Regions from separate parts of the Rattus norvegicus genome. Here region 1 is linked to region 2. The links are chromatin contacts, called in public Hi-C maps. All regions are on one chromosome and are shown on one strand. The core of a region is the stretch at or near the end of the contact, and the rest is flanking DNA. Distances in the headings are between cores, read along the strand shown. Region 1 overlaps Klf3 (KLF transcription factor 3). Region 2 has its middle 29 kb from the start of Tlr10.

Region 1 (7,638 bases), core at 1,167-3,666, 49 kb before region 2:
CACACTGAGGCAGAAGGTGCAGAGACACTAGAACTTGGAACTTCTTTTAAAGATTGTGTTTTTATTTGAAATTATATTGCAGGTGAATGCAAGTGCCCATGGAGGTCAGGAGAGGGTGCCCATGCTGCCCATGGGTCCCCTAGGACTGAGGATATAGATGACTATGAGCCACTCTGATGCAAGAACAGTTATGTATTAACTACTGAGCCATCTCTACAGAGTTTTTAGTTTTTTTGAGATAGGGTCTTGATATGTAGCCCAGGCTAGCCTCATGCTTGTGGGAGTCCCCCTCTCTCAGTCTTCATAGTGTTTGGTTTACCAGTGGGCCACTTTCTCAGGAGAAACTTGCTCATTTAGCCACTCGAACCTTGGCTTGAGTCAAAGCGCTCGCTAAGCACGTAAACCAAGTTGGGATAGTAAGGCTCTGCCGTTGTGTGAAGTCTGTAGCAGCTGGCCGGTGGGTCTGTGCAGCGGGTTTCTAATTACAGAGCAGGACAAGCTCTAGGTGGGCACTGCCTTCACTGGAGTGACTGCAAGCTCTTATAGGAAAGGGGTCTAGAAAACTGTTGTGGGTGAGGGTGTGTCTCAAAATCCAAGTGGACTTTTCTCAAAGAAATGTAAATGACAAAGAAAGATGAAAATGTTCAGCATTAGTAACTCAAAAAGAAACGATGTATCATGGGGAGACCATCAATCAAAATGAAAAGCAAAAAATTCCCCTTTAGAGACTTTGTCTTAAAAATTAAACTGTGTAGGATACAAGTGCAGAGTGTTGGGCTATTTCTAGTAGTGAACAGTTTGGAAACTGTTGGAAGCATAAGGGTGCAACAATGCTTTTTTTGTTTTATTCCTCTGTGTGTGTGTGTGTGTTGTGTGTGTGTGTGTGTGTGTGTGTGTGTGTGTGTGTGTGTGTACACGCACAAAATAGAGGGCAGCCTGCTCACGATCTCTGTGGTAACTGGTAGGCAGGCTTAGCAGACACACTGGTCTGCCGAGCAATCTCATTAGCCCCTGTTTCTAATGAAAGGTGACACGTTTTGTTCAGTTTTATTTTGAGGCAGGGTTTCTCCGTGTAGCCATGGTTGTCCTCAATTTACATTGCAGGTCAGGCAGGCCTCAAACTCACCTGCCTTTGCCTCCCGGAGTGCTGATGTAAAAGGTGTGCACCACCACCCCCAGCCAAAGGTGACAATTTAAACTGATCTTGTCACAGAGCAGGGTGGTTTGATGGTCTGAGTCTGTACATCAATAAAGAATTGAGTGACCATACAGGGACCAGACTGTGTGTGCCACATGCTCGCTTAAACAGGTTTGGAAGATTAAAACCGGGGTGTCAGCGGTGGCTGCTCCTGGGTTTCTTCCTCACTGTTTTCTCCTGACAAGCACGGGGATGGGGCGGACCTTCTACTGAGCTGCCCAGGGATGCCATGCAAGGTTTCCTGGCAGAAGAGGCTGTACATATTGTTCCAGAAATGTCAGGGTTTGTGTAGCTCTATTAGAAATGCCTCTTCCACTTAGTTCTGCCTCCGAGGCCTGGTTTTAATTATGCGAAAGGCCATCTTCTTCATAGTACGTATGGGAAGTGAGAGAGAAGACGAGTGAAACTAGGAGGTAAAGGGATGTTTTCTTTTTCTTAGTTTATGTGACCTCAGAATTCAGACCAGGCATGCTGTTTTGTTTTCTAGGCCAGACATCAGAACACCCTAGAAGGCTTAACCAAAAGAATGCTCATGTTTGACCCAGTCCCTGTCAAGCAAGAGGCCATGGACCCCGTCACGGTGGTAAGCTTCCCCAAACTGATAAGCTCTCTTAACTGATATAACATTGTGTGTCCTGTTTGTTTCCTAAAGTGCTTCTTGTTTGACAGGCGTTTGACAGGTGGTGTTTCTCAAAGCCCCCGGTAATAAACAAGGTGCCACTACCCCCACGCCCCGAGATAGGGTCAGCCGTAGGCCGATCTGTTCATAGTGAAAGTAGGTTCACAAATGTATGTGTAAAACGCTTTGAGAATAAAGTGATTTTTTTTTTCAAGAGGAAGACAGAAAGCATTGACAGAAGCCATATGGGGCTGCGGCTCTAGGAGGGATGGCTTGAGGAGAAGCCAGCCAGAGAGGGGACTTGGCAGGGAGACCAGATCGTATTTCACTTGGAAGAGTGTGTGGCTGGGTGGGAATTACATCTACGGTCTCTTTCTAAGTCTTAGTGCTAAGTCATCCCCTCTTGGGAGTCAGGCCATAGTGAGACTCAGACACCGGGAGACTAAGACTTGGTCCAAGTGTTTGTGTAGGGCCACAGAGATGAGACACAGGTGACAAGGAGGTGCCCGACTTTTCAAGGCAGGAGCAGCTTAGACACAAGGATGTGGTTTAGTAGCCACTGACTAACAAGTCAGCTTTCCCAGCCTGCCCTGCTCTTTTCCTCCACGGGATCGGAAAATATTCACAAGGGGAAAAATATCTTGGCCTGGATGTGTATCTGAAGGTTGGGAATGACACACTTGCAAAATTAGATCATCCTGAATCCACTGGCTATAGAAGTTCCTGCCAGAAATACTTATACAAGACCAGGGTCACTCCAAGGTGCTTGGAACTCAGTGACCGTGGCCACTACTAAGGGTGATGTATTTACTGTCATCTGCAACAAAAAGTCAGTGAGAGCATCTTTAAGGAAATAGCATTTACATCCTAGCACAATAATGCAGCCATCATGTGCCTGAGTGTAATAGCTGAACAATTAAAATTATATTCATTTTTAAAAAATAGACTTTTCTTCTAAGGCAGTGATTCTCAACCTTTGGGTCTCGACCCCTTTGTGGGGCTGAGGATCAGATATCCTGTATATCAGATATTTACATTACAATTACATACATCACATAACAGTAAAAATTACAGTTATGAAGTAGCAACAAAATAATGTTACGGTTGGGGGTTACCATAACATGAGGAGCTGTATTAAAAGGTTGCAGCCTTAGGAAGGTGGAGGACGCTGGGCTAAGGCTTCACTACACTATCCTTCAGCCCCCTTTCTCTCAACTGTTACATCATGATCTTCTGGAAATATGAAAGTTAAAAGATAGCCACATCGGTATTTTTGTAACTGGAAATTATAATGTTTATGAATGTCACATGGCCATCAGTGATACATTTAACTAATGTACATCCAGTGTCTTAATCAGGGATGAAAACAAGCTCACAAACCCAGTTGCAGTTAAGGCAAGGACCCCGACATTATGGGGGTATGAGAGTACCAAGTACCAGGAACATGTGCTTCACTGGAGGGGAAAAAAAAGAAAATTTTATTTTATACATTAGGACGGCTGTAACTTTGCCTCTACTGCTGCACTTAACGCCATGACCAGAAGCAGCTTGGGGAGGAAATGGTTTATTTCAGCTCACAGCTCCAGGTCACACCATCCCTGAGAAAATCTGGGTAGGAGCCTGAGGCAGAGACCTTGCAAGAGCTCTCCTCACTGGCTTGCAATTCTAATGAACAAATTCTAATGGAACCAAGAACCACTGGCCCAAGGGTGATTCCTCTCACATTAATCATTAGTCAAGAAAATGCCCCAGATTTGCCTACAGGCCAGTCTGATAGAGACAATTGTTTCTCAGTTGACCTCCCTCTTCCTAGGCACCCCAAACGTGGGTCTAGTTGGCCAATAAAACAAAACTAAAACAAAGACAGCACACGCACAAAGTTGAAATATGTAAAAATATTTTTTGTAATAAATTACCTCCTTCATGTGCCAGTGGTCAGTCCACTTGACACAGCATTTGATTCTAGTTCCAAAAGTTAGCTTTAGTCCTTACTGTGCAGGGAGTAAAAAGACCTTCAGTTTGTGCTGTCAGCTCTACAAATTTCCTCTCCCTCATTCTGACAGGAAGAACTGGAGGAGTCAGAAAGCACATGTTAATGGCAGCCTAGGACATTTGTCGGTTTGTTTTTGTTTCGTTTGAGACAGAGTCTTGCTGTATATCCCATACTGTCCTTAACTCAAGGCAGTCCTCCTGCCTCAGCCCTCTGCATGCTAGGATTTCATGCGTGTATATGTGTCAATACATGCGGTGTCTTGAGGATGCCAGAAAAGGATATTGGATCCCCTAGAACTGGAGCCACAGGCTGGTTAGCTGCCGTGTAGGCGCTGGGAACCAAACCTGGGTCCTCTGCCAGATCAACCAGAGCGCTTAACCACTGAGCCATCTCTCCAGCCTCAAGAGTTTTCTTTTAAATCCCAACACACACAAAAATAAAAAAATTTAAAAAAAATGACAAGGCTCTTGTGACTGTATGTCTGTTGTCAGTCCCCACTACCACCTTTTTCTTTTTAAAAGGAAATCCTAGCCAGTGCAATAGAAAAAGTGAAGAAACACCATTCCTTTACTGAAATACAAACTGTGTTAAGCTCTGGACAAGTGATTGAAGGGCCTTACAGAAAAGATTGAAATCTAGGGTTCTGATTGATTCAGGCAATCAGAAAAAAAAATTGAAGGAGGAAAAAAATAAACCCCAAAATACTTTTTAATCCTTCTATAAATTCCCTTTTTTTTTTTCTCCTTTTCTTTTCTTTTTCTGGTGAATCTTGTCACCCAGCAGACTCCTTGTACTTTGAGAAGTACTTAAAACCAGTAATTTCCCCTGCTCTGTCCCAACAGAACCCTTGGTGGTTTTCCTGGGCCAGGTGGACAGAAAGCCTTCTGTTTGCCTCAGAGCGTTTGCTGAGCCCAGAGCAAGTGTTTATGAATGTGCCACACCTTCCGCCTTCCTGTGCACACAGCCCCACCTGTGGTCTGAGGGCTCCTAAGCAGCCCGTCTCAGATGCCCCTTGTTTTCATGTCCATTAGCAGTAGAGACTTCCTGTTCGTGTCAGTTGTCCCACCCACTTACTGTCTTGTGAAGAGAACCCTTCAACGCTGCTCCTAATAAAAATACGAGACTGGAAAGTCTCACTTTATAAAGTAATGGTGAGACCTCTGGGAGAGTGTCCAAGCCTCCCTCCCCACCCCATCCCCACCCAATCCTCATGTATTCGAGAATCAAAAGTATTGTTACTGCCCCTACCTAACCTTGCCAGGATCGAAGACTTGCAGAAAGCAGGTTAATTCATCCCAGACATTCATTGAGAACTTATGAAGCTCTTGCCTCACATTCTGATGACAAGCAGCAGTCAGCACATATACACACACAGCAGAGGTGGGGGACACTCAGTGCACATCTCAAAAGAAGAAAGGAAAGGGCTGGGGTGGAGCTGGTAGGGCTTTGTCTGTGTCTTGTCTTTGGACAGCTATGTCGCAGAAGGCAGTGGAGACCATTGCGGGGTCCATCCACACCTGTCAATGCCCAGAGAAATTTTCCATCCAACATTTGCTTCTGGTGTATATTTGAGACCTGTTCAGGAATACCTGTGTACTTAGAAGACAGGAGTGGTCTAGAGGAGGGAGGTAGCTTAGTGGAATTTGCATCACAAGTCACACCTGTATGCATCAGGTTTTATAGGGCGCCTGCCTTTGGATGGGTGCCAGCCGCTGTTGTAGGCTGTGTGCTCTACCCAAATACTTAAACCTGGCTTAAAGAAGATTCTCAGACTTCTGGCGAGCCAAGGAAGGACTATATTTCTTCACTCTTTTGTGAGGCAGTTGGACTGGAAATAGTTAATTCTGTACCCGGGGTAGAGTGTCCGTCCCAGAGGACCTCCCTACACCTAGCCTGGGTCTTTGAAGGAGACTTGAAGGCAGTACAGAGGAGAGGGACATCCATTTGCACTAAGTAGATACAGTAGATGCACAGTGTGTCTTTTTTTTTCTTTTCTTTTTTTTGGACTGGGGACCGAACCTAGGGTCTTGCGATTGCTAGGCAAGCGCTCTACCACTGAGCTAAATCCCCAACCCCCACAGTGTGTCTTAAACTCAGCTTGATGTGTGGCCCTTTTCTTCCTTGGTGACTTTGAGAACCCTGAGGATATTATTAAATTTGCAAATTCCCCAGGATTTGAATTCCCACTTAATCTTAAATTTGTGCCACGGGTTAAAAAATCCAGCGGTGGCAGCCATGGAAGTCCTCATTCTGCTTCCTGTTCAGCTGCCAGTAACTGGGCATCAACATCTAGGTCAGTGGGAGGTCTCAGAAGAACAGGGCTGACAGAGGAAGGTGCTGCACTACCCACTGCTGCCCTCCATCCATCTCATGAAGTCGGGCCTCCCATCAGAACTATGTCCTTTAAGCGTGTGAAGCTTCTCCCTGGAGTTAATTATTGAGACCCTCTTTAAGTGAGCCTTTTCTTTTAATAACACCTGTTTTGTTTTGGTTTTTTTTTTTTTTTTTTTTTTTGGTTTTTTTTTTTTTCAGAGCTGGGGACCGAACCCAGGGCCTTGCGCTTCCTAGGCAAGCGCTCTACCACTGAGCTAAATCCCCAACCCCTAATAACACCTGTTTTAATTAAATAGGCTTAATGTCCATGCTGCTGTATGAACTCTTGCCTTGTGGTAGACTTGTGGGTTTGGCTAGTTCTAGCGGAAGGCAGAGTGGCGCATGCTGGTGCAGACCAACACTTGGAGGCAGAGGCAGGAGGATTGCTACAAGTTCAAAGCCAGCCTGGGCTGTAGAGTTAGATTCTGTAATTAATTAAGAGGAGGGAGGAGATCTAGGGTTGTCTTTATTCACCCTTCCATCCCTGCTGACAGCTGACCCCCAAACCTCGTCTCGTACCTTCTGGTCTCATTCCTTTGCATATTTCTGCACAGGATTAGAAGTCTTTTTTTTTTTACATTTGTCTTTTTACTCTTTATCCCTGTCACTGAAGACTTTGCTAGAAAGGTGACAGAAGTCTTTGTCATCTGAGGCTGCTGCTCTCCTAGTCACCCAATCAGTATTCGTAACAGTGTGCCTAGCCATCTTTGGGTTTGCTGTGATCTTACGGAGTTTGAAGTCTTACAGCTGTGGAGTACATCTGGACTCTGTCTCCAAAACAAAACAAAAAACCCCTCAGGTTATATAACTTGACCTGCTCTCGAACTCACTGCTGACTCCTAATGAAGGCCCCAAGCCCTCCGTGATGCACAGCTTTAGAAGCCTGACAGTATTAGCCTTCTCGCTGAATATGAAAGTCGTGAATTCAATTTCCAGTTTTTCTTGGGTCCCAGCAACCTTATTTTCTAGCATTTGCCAACCTTCTCTCATAGCTTTTTGGGGGAACACACACCTCTAGATCTAGAGTATGTCTCCTTATACTTACCCATTTTTTCCCTCTTGTTTCTCATAGTCCTACCCATCAAATTACATAGAATCAATGAAGCCCAACAAATATGGGGTCATTTACTCTACACCATTACCTGACAAGTTCTTCCAGACCCCAGAAGGCCTCGCTCACGGGATACAGATGGAGCCTGTGGACCTCACTGTGAACAAGCGGGGCTCCCCGCCTTCTGCTGCTGGTTCTCCTTCCTCTCTGAAATTTCCATCACACCGGAGAGCATCACCGGGGCTCAGCATGCCTTCCTCCAGCCCACCCATTAAGAAATACTCACCCCCCTCTCCTGGTGTGCAACCCTTCGGAGTACCACTGTCCATGCCACCTGTGATGGCCGCTGCACTGACCAGACATGGGATCCGGAGCCCGGGCATCCTCCCTGTCATCCAGCCCGT
Region 2 (7,014 bases), core at 557-3,056:
ATGCTCTGCAGTATCAAATATTCAGCCAAGATTTAATTATTATGTAAAAATAAATACATGCATGTTGCTGATATGAAGAATTACACTTGTCTTTAACAAGTGATAAAATTACACATAGACCAAATAATTGCTTTAAAATACATTTCTTTATTATTTATTTTTCTGTCAATGTTTAAACTGTATACCATATATATCCAGGGTTGCATAAAATTTTCTCCAGTTAAAAGGGGCTGCCAGTGAGGAACACTGAAGAAGTTCTGCAGTAACTGCCAGCTGAGGGGGGAGGAGTGCACGCACAGTGGAGGGTTAGTGTTTCTTGCAGATAGCAAGAAAGTGAAAGTTTAAGCTGAGCTTGTCCTCAGCTTGTTGCCAAGTTCGCCCACCAGGCTAAGCCGCCTCCTTTCTCCCTAGCTACCAAATAAAGAGAGGAACAGGGTGGCCATGGATGTCACAGCCTTGGGGGAAAGTCACCACCGTAAGAACTCAAGGAAGCAAGGGCAAAGAGGAGTCAGGTGGTCCCAAATACTTTGTAAACTTTGTGTGAAGATATTACATTCATATGTAATTTGTGTGTTAAAACAACAGCAGCAGCAGCAACAACTACACACAACAACACACATCAACCAAAACCAACAGCAACACACACACACACACACACACACACACACACACACACACACATCCACCAAACAAGAAAGAAATACACGAAAGTAAAAGAGGAGATTTCTACTTCTGTGTTGGATGCAGGAGTCTTCAGCAGACCAGAGTTTCTGCCAAGAGAAACTGGAAAAACCAGGTTCAATTGAAAAAAAAAAAAAACAAAAACCCAACAGCTTTCAAAATCACCGCTGAACTGGAGGAAGCAGTAAGTACAGGGAGGGGCTGAGAAGACTGAGGAGCTAGTGGCTAACTGGCTACCGCTTTGCTTCTGGGGCCAGCAGATCTACTGATGGGGTGGAAGCCACAAAACAGCTCTGTCCCTGGAGGCAATGTCACAGCTGTCCCACGGCGCACAGGACGGTTGAAAATTAAATAACAACATACTTGTGTTTTCGTCTGTCTCTCCCTATAGGTTTGTAATCGAACATGTGTCAGGAGTTGTCTGTCTCCTCATTTCTATATTCCAGCCCCGCACTTGGCACACAGTACACACTTAGGAATATCTGTCCAATTGAATCAAACTGAATCTAAATGAAATAGTGATGCTGTCTGGTTGTGGATTTCTAAAGCGTCTCTTCATGCTAGAGGTTCGGCTCCGTTGGACTTTGCCCTGTGGGTCTCTCTGTAATACCAAGCGGGGTGGAGTGGGGATGGGTGGAAGAAACTCTAGCTCAAACTCCTACTTCCAGGCCAAAGCCATCGACCCGGGAGTCTCTCACCATAAGACACAAGAGTCCTGTGCCCTCACAGAGCTTCTGAGACTGTTCTGGGAACCTGCCGGGCGGGCATCCAGTACATCCCACTGCACAATCTTGCCAAGATTTGGAAGGTCCCTCAAGGCCACCTGCTTCTCCCACACCTACATCAAGCCTCTAAACCCAGGCTGGCCCACCTTCAACCCCATCACCAGGCCTCTGGGTCACTCTTCTCGCTCGCACTGTTCCGGGAACATCCACCCCATACAGGAGTTCCCGGTCCGTCCTCACTTGCAGTATGCACCAAGGACTGTACTTTTCTGTACTTTATATCTTTTCCAAATAGAGAAATCCCCAAACTAAAACCCCCAAAGTTGAGATTCACTCCCAGACTTGTTGTATTACAGTCTTAGGCCATCTGTTTTCTCATGGGATAGAGTCGGTCTTTTTTGGCTAGAGTCCAAAATAGCAACTTGGAACACCCCGAGACAGCACGCTCAGACAACCAAGCCGAGGAACACGGATTTGTGTGATCAACATTTACACAGGGCTTAAAACCTTTGAGTGACAATGGCTGTGGGTGTGGGGTGGTAGGTGAGCCCTGAAAAGTTGAAATGGGAACCTCACACGTTCTCCCAGTGTTTCTCTAACCCCAGAAAGTCTGGGCTTCCAAGTAGAAGAGGTGTTGAGCTTCCTCCAGAACTATGCAATGGAGTTGTTTTGTTTTTGTTTTAATTGTAAATGATCTTAGAATGTTTGAAGTAACTTTATGATTTTGTTCCTATCCTGGGTACATGAGGTTCGTGGGCTTGAAGGACACATGTGAGCCATCCTGGGGAGGGTGAATGCCTTGGATCTCTACAGAAGCTTCCCTGTACCACAGTTGTTCTAAGCCAGTGGCCCTTTTAATCCTCACAGTAAACATAGGGAGTGGAATCCTGACTCTTCCTTGGGTCTTATTCCAGGTGAATGTCTCACCCAGTGAGCTAGAGGGTAAAGCATAGCTTCCTGGCTCCCAGTCCAGACTCATTTCTTCCCTGAACCCTACCAGGTCTTCTACAGTCTCCAAAATAATTCTCATGGATGGTTGACAGTCCCTGGTCACTTGAACCTGGATGGATCCAGGCTCAGCCCCAAGCTTAGATGGAAGAAATGCTACGAGTGCATATGAATTAAGTTAAAATCTCCAGCCAATTCACCAAGGTCCCAAAGACTGTGAATGTGGTGCCAAGACTCCCACGAAGTCCCCTGGGGCTTACTTTTTAACATGACAAGAAAGCTATGGAGGGCATGTTGAAGGGAGTTAAATTCTTGATGTGCTATCCTATTATTGTGTTTGGCAAGTGAGGGAGTCAGGGCTATAGTTACTCTACCACAGAACCAGGCCTCAACAGATACCACCAGCCACTTCCCCACCATCAGACCTGGGCCACTGGGTCCCCTACTTGTTGCTTGGCAGCTTTTTTCAAGGCCTGACCTGGGCAGCCACACCCAGCATTTTCACCACACCCTGCAATTCTCGCCACCCAGAAGTTCTTGCCACACCCTGCCTGCTCCCGGAAGGTAAACAAGGCCTCCAAAGAAGGGCTGCATTGTGTGCTTGCCCTCTTGGCCTTGGCTCTGGAGGCCCCAAATGGGCCTTTGACTTACAAACTCTACAGATCTATAAACAGTGAATAAAATAGAGGCCCTCCTGAACCTCAGCTGACCTCTAAGCTTGTTGGTTCTGAGGGACAAGTGCACCCGACTCCAGGGAACAGAGTCCCTACACCGACCAGAAGTGGGGCGGGGAGGGTTGCATTTGGGAAAGAGAGAGGGAGGGATATCATGCTCCCTGGGGAAGACTGAGGTTTGGTCATGTCACCCAGAGTAGAAGAAATTGCTGGGACATCAGCGAAGACCTTGGCAATGAGAGATGACAATGTTCCTTTCTATGGAGCCCTGACCTGCACAAACACAGCCACTAAGCGTACAGAGGGCTTGCTGTGCGCCCCCCACTAAGCCTCAGACCCTTAGGTTACTTGTGGATCACACTGAGGGTGAAGCTCACTGTTTTCATTTCACTAGTGAGGAAGCTGTGGTCCAGAGCCAGTGAGCAGGCTGCCCAGGGGCTGCTGCTGAGTCCACAAGAGGAAAAAGTAGGTTCTGAACCTAGACCCTGGCTGGAGGCTGCCACCAGGACGTTCCCTGAGTTAACATTGAAGTCTACTTTCTTATGTCACAGGACACAGAGAAAAGGGGTCATTTTGGGGTGTCTTTTTTTTTTTTTGTCTGCTGCAGTAAAATGTCACAAGCTTATATTCTTTACAAACAACAAAAATACGTTGTTGAGAGTTTGGGAGTTTGGGAGTTCAAGACCAAGGCACTAATAGATCTTGTACCTGGTGAGATGTCCATCTCTGGTCATGGGAGCACCTAGCTCTGGTTCTTCCAGCAATAAGAGGCGGGGCAGTGCCCCACCCATTCAGGACCTCAGCACTTTACAACATCACCTCATGACTTGCATATATGGGCTTCGTAGGATACAAGTAAACTATAACAGAGACTGATGAGTGTCCCCCAAAACTATCAGGTCTCCTCAGAGTAACAGGGACATGGAAAAACTTTTGTATAATCAGAAAAACAACTTGGCCCATTTGCCCTAAAAGCTTCCAAGTGGCACAAGCCTTTTCAACCTGGTACTTGGGAGGCAGAGGCAGTCGAGATTTCTGAGTTCAGGTCAACTTAGTACAGAGTTCCAGGACTACACAGAGAAACCCTGTCTTGAAAAACCAAAAAGAGGGGTTGGGGATTTAGCTCAGCGGTAGAGCACTTGCCTAGTGAGCGCAAGGCCCTGGGTTCGGTCCCCAGCTCCGGGGAAAAAAAAAAAAAAAAAAAGAAAAACCAAAAAGAGGGAGCTGGAGAGATGGCTCAATGGTTAGGAGCACTGGCTGTTCTTCCAGAGGACTCTAGTTTCAATTCCCAACACCCACGAAGTAGCTCACAGCTTAACTCCAGCTCTGAGACCCTCATACAGACATACATGCAGGCAAAACACCAATGAGCAAAAAATAAAAATAGACTACACTCATTGTTAACTGCATGTACTGAAAGGATAAAGAATTGCAAAGAACACCTCACAGAGACTGTTCCGGGGGCGGTTCTGCATCTGACCTCTGATAGGTGTGGCCTTCCTGGATCATCTCTCTGACATAATTTCCTGCAAGGGATGTGACATATACCCCTAGAAAGAAAACTCCCCCAGCATAAAGGTGTGGACAGGCTGAATTGCTCCCAAACTTTACAAAAGCATAGGGCTTCACTCCACTCTGTCAATGGTCTGCAAGCCAATGTTGAGCAGGTTTTCCCCATTGTCTAGCAGTAAGCCTAGTTTATTAGGCTCTTGGTTATCAATGCCCATTTTGCAAGTCCTCCAAGAAATGTTCTGGAACATCAACTTACTTTTTCCCATGTACTGGATCCAATTAGTATACTCAAAATATTTCAAGACTAAGGGACAAATGTTTAGGATCCGGGTTTTTTCTCAAGTGGCAGCCCACGTAATTTAGGCCATGAGTGCCATCTGCTGGAGATCCAGGAAGGAACAAGACCTCCAGCAAGAGCTGGTCTCAAAGGTCCTGCCTCCCCCTTCTCCATGACTCCTCTTCCTGTCCTTCCAAGGTTGAGTGGCTTGGTAAACGTCAGTACTGTGCAATGGCAGTGAACATTAGTGAGGAAAAGGCTGGGACATGAGAGCCAGGCTGCCCCCACATCAGTCCTGGTTCCTTGTGACTTTGGGTTCCTGAATCTCTCCATGTTTTATCCTCCTTATTTGAAAGACTGGGATGAAAGTTAGAGCCGATCTCTCCTGAACACAAGAAGAAGGGCTGTATCAATACTAAGAAGGATACTACACACACACACACACAGAGAGAGAGAGAGAGAGAGAGAGAGAGAGAGAGAGAGAGAGAGAGAGAGAGAGGCTCAGGCTCTTGCTAGCAAAGAAATCCTTTCTCAAAGGTAAATGGTAGAATACATCTCATATCACTCAAGTGCTTCCAACATCTGCTGGGTGCCCCAGCTTTGTCTCTTATGGCAAAATTATCCATGGATGCTCTTTTATTTCTGAGATTGAAAAGCTGGCTGCAGCTTTGTTTTTTGAGGAAGCAACAGCTAATCTCAACCAAGCACTTAGGATTCTCAGAAAACCGGAGTTTATACAGTTGCACATTCACATACATAATAGGACTTACATACACATGATGCTTGTATCTGCAAATTTATACACACTCAGATCCATTGTATTAAGGTATATGGTGCACCTCTCTCTCTCTCTCTCTCTCTCTCTCTCTCTCTCTCTCTCTCTCTCTCTGTGTGTGTGTGTGTGTGTGTGTTAATGAACTAGAAATAACTAGGATACCTTAGAGATATCTGTGACCATTTGGATCAAATTCTAGTGGTTGTGGGAGGGAAGTAGACACAGAAGAGATTTTAGGGGATGAGGGTACCTGAGCACTGTGCTCTGATAGGGTTGGAAGTAGGGCAGACAACAGGGCAGGCCTTAGAAAAGGTGGTGATGATGGGACGTTGTATCTGAACAATGCAGCAGGCAGGTAAGCTTAAAGGTAGGTTTCAGCATGGTGATGGTGTGGCAGGAATGACTTTTGAGCATTCTGGTGTGGAAAAACTCTACTCAGATGTACAATTTGTGCTACGCCTTTTCTGAGCCTACAATGTGCCATCTCTGACGTTCCTCAAGCCCCCAGCACAGCCACCCTCTCCACTTAAACTCACTGGGGTGGGGGCTTTATGAGAGAGTGGGGAGGGGCCTTTTCGTCCTGTTTCTGTCTGTCCAGACCTTAGCTCAGTGCCTGACACAATTGGCATGTGGTTTTGATTGTATGGGGGGGGATGGACAGACAGACAGACGTGCATGAATGAAGGAATAAATGAACTGAAGGGCAGACAAAGTAAAGAAGTGGAGAACTGTGAGCCTGCCTAAGCAATTAAGGGAAGAGGGGCTTATTTCTTTTTTTTAAATTTTTTATTAGATATATTTCTTTTCTTACATTTCAAAGGTTATTCCCCTTCCTGGTTTCCTGTCCATAAGCCCTCATTCCCTCCCCTCCCCCTCCCCCATACGGGTATATACATTCCCCTATACGTTCCCCCTTATTGCCCCCCATATTCCCCTGCACTGGGGATCCAACCTTGGCAGGGTCAAGGGCTTCGAGGGGCTTATTTTTACTCACAGCTCAAGGGTTCCATTGAAGTCAAGAAAGCAGGAGTTTGATGCGTCAGCTCACGTCACATCCACTAATCATACTGCTCCATTCCATGTATACAGTCCAAACATCACTACCTGGGAATTGTCCTGTCTGCAGTTAAGATGGGTCTTTTTGCACCAATTGATATAATCAAGATAAGCCCTCCTAGGCATAAAGAGGGGCTCATCTCCCAGGTGATCCCAGATGCTGTCAGCAGGACAATGAACACTAGCCAGGGACTGGGAGCTCTTCCTAGTTGAAGAGTTCCAGAAAGACAGAGCAGGGCAAATGGCATGATATTTGCTGCTATTTGCCTTCTGTCAGAGAGACCTGTGACAATTAGCCTTCTGGAGTGACCCAAGAACATGGGTTAGTGTTCTGAGTGGAGGAGGCTTTGGCAGTATGGCTAACAA

What was found. A called contact is a pair of places that touch in the nucleus more often than the background predicts.
Region 1: a contact with region 2 is called in a Hi-C map of kidney, with 7 times the contacts expected there. The contact joins two enhancer-like sites. A contact is called at or near these places in 10 of 12 Hi-C or Micro-C datasets (the A7r5 cell line, the Rat2 cell line, Schwann cells and 5 more).

Annotation. Positions count from the first base shown.
Region 1 is chr14:43,840,214-43,847,851 of GRCr8, reverse strand. It overlaps Klf3 (KLF transcription factor 3), which reads left to right. Exons shown (of 6, transcript NM_001105742.2): 2 at 1,686-1,781; 3 at 7,256-7,638. The coding sequence starts at 1,725. Among named protein-coding and RNA genes, the nearest start is that of Klf3, 6.8 kb to the left of the region's middle. Within about 2 kb of position 2,416, at least 16 of the 93 cell types and tissues checked have an H3K27ac peak or open chromatin away from gene starts, as enhancers often do.
Region 2 is chr14:43,790,848-43,797,861 of GRCr8, reverse strand. No RefSeq gene overlaps it. Among named protein-coding and RNA genes, the nearest start is that of Tlr10, 29 kb to the right of the region's middle. Within about 2 kb of position 1,806, at least 2 of the 93 cell types and tissues checked have an H3K27ac peak or open chromatin away from gene starts, as enhancers often do.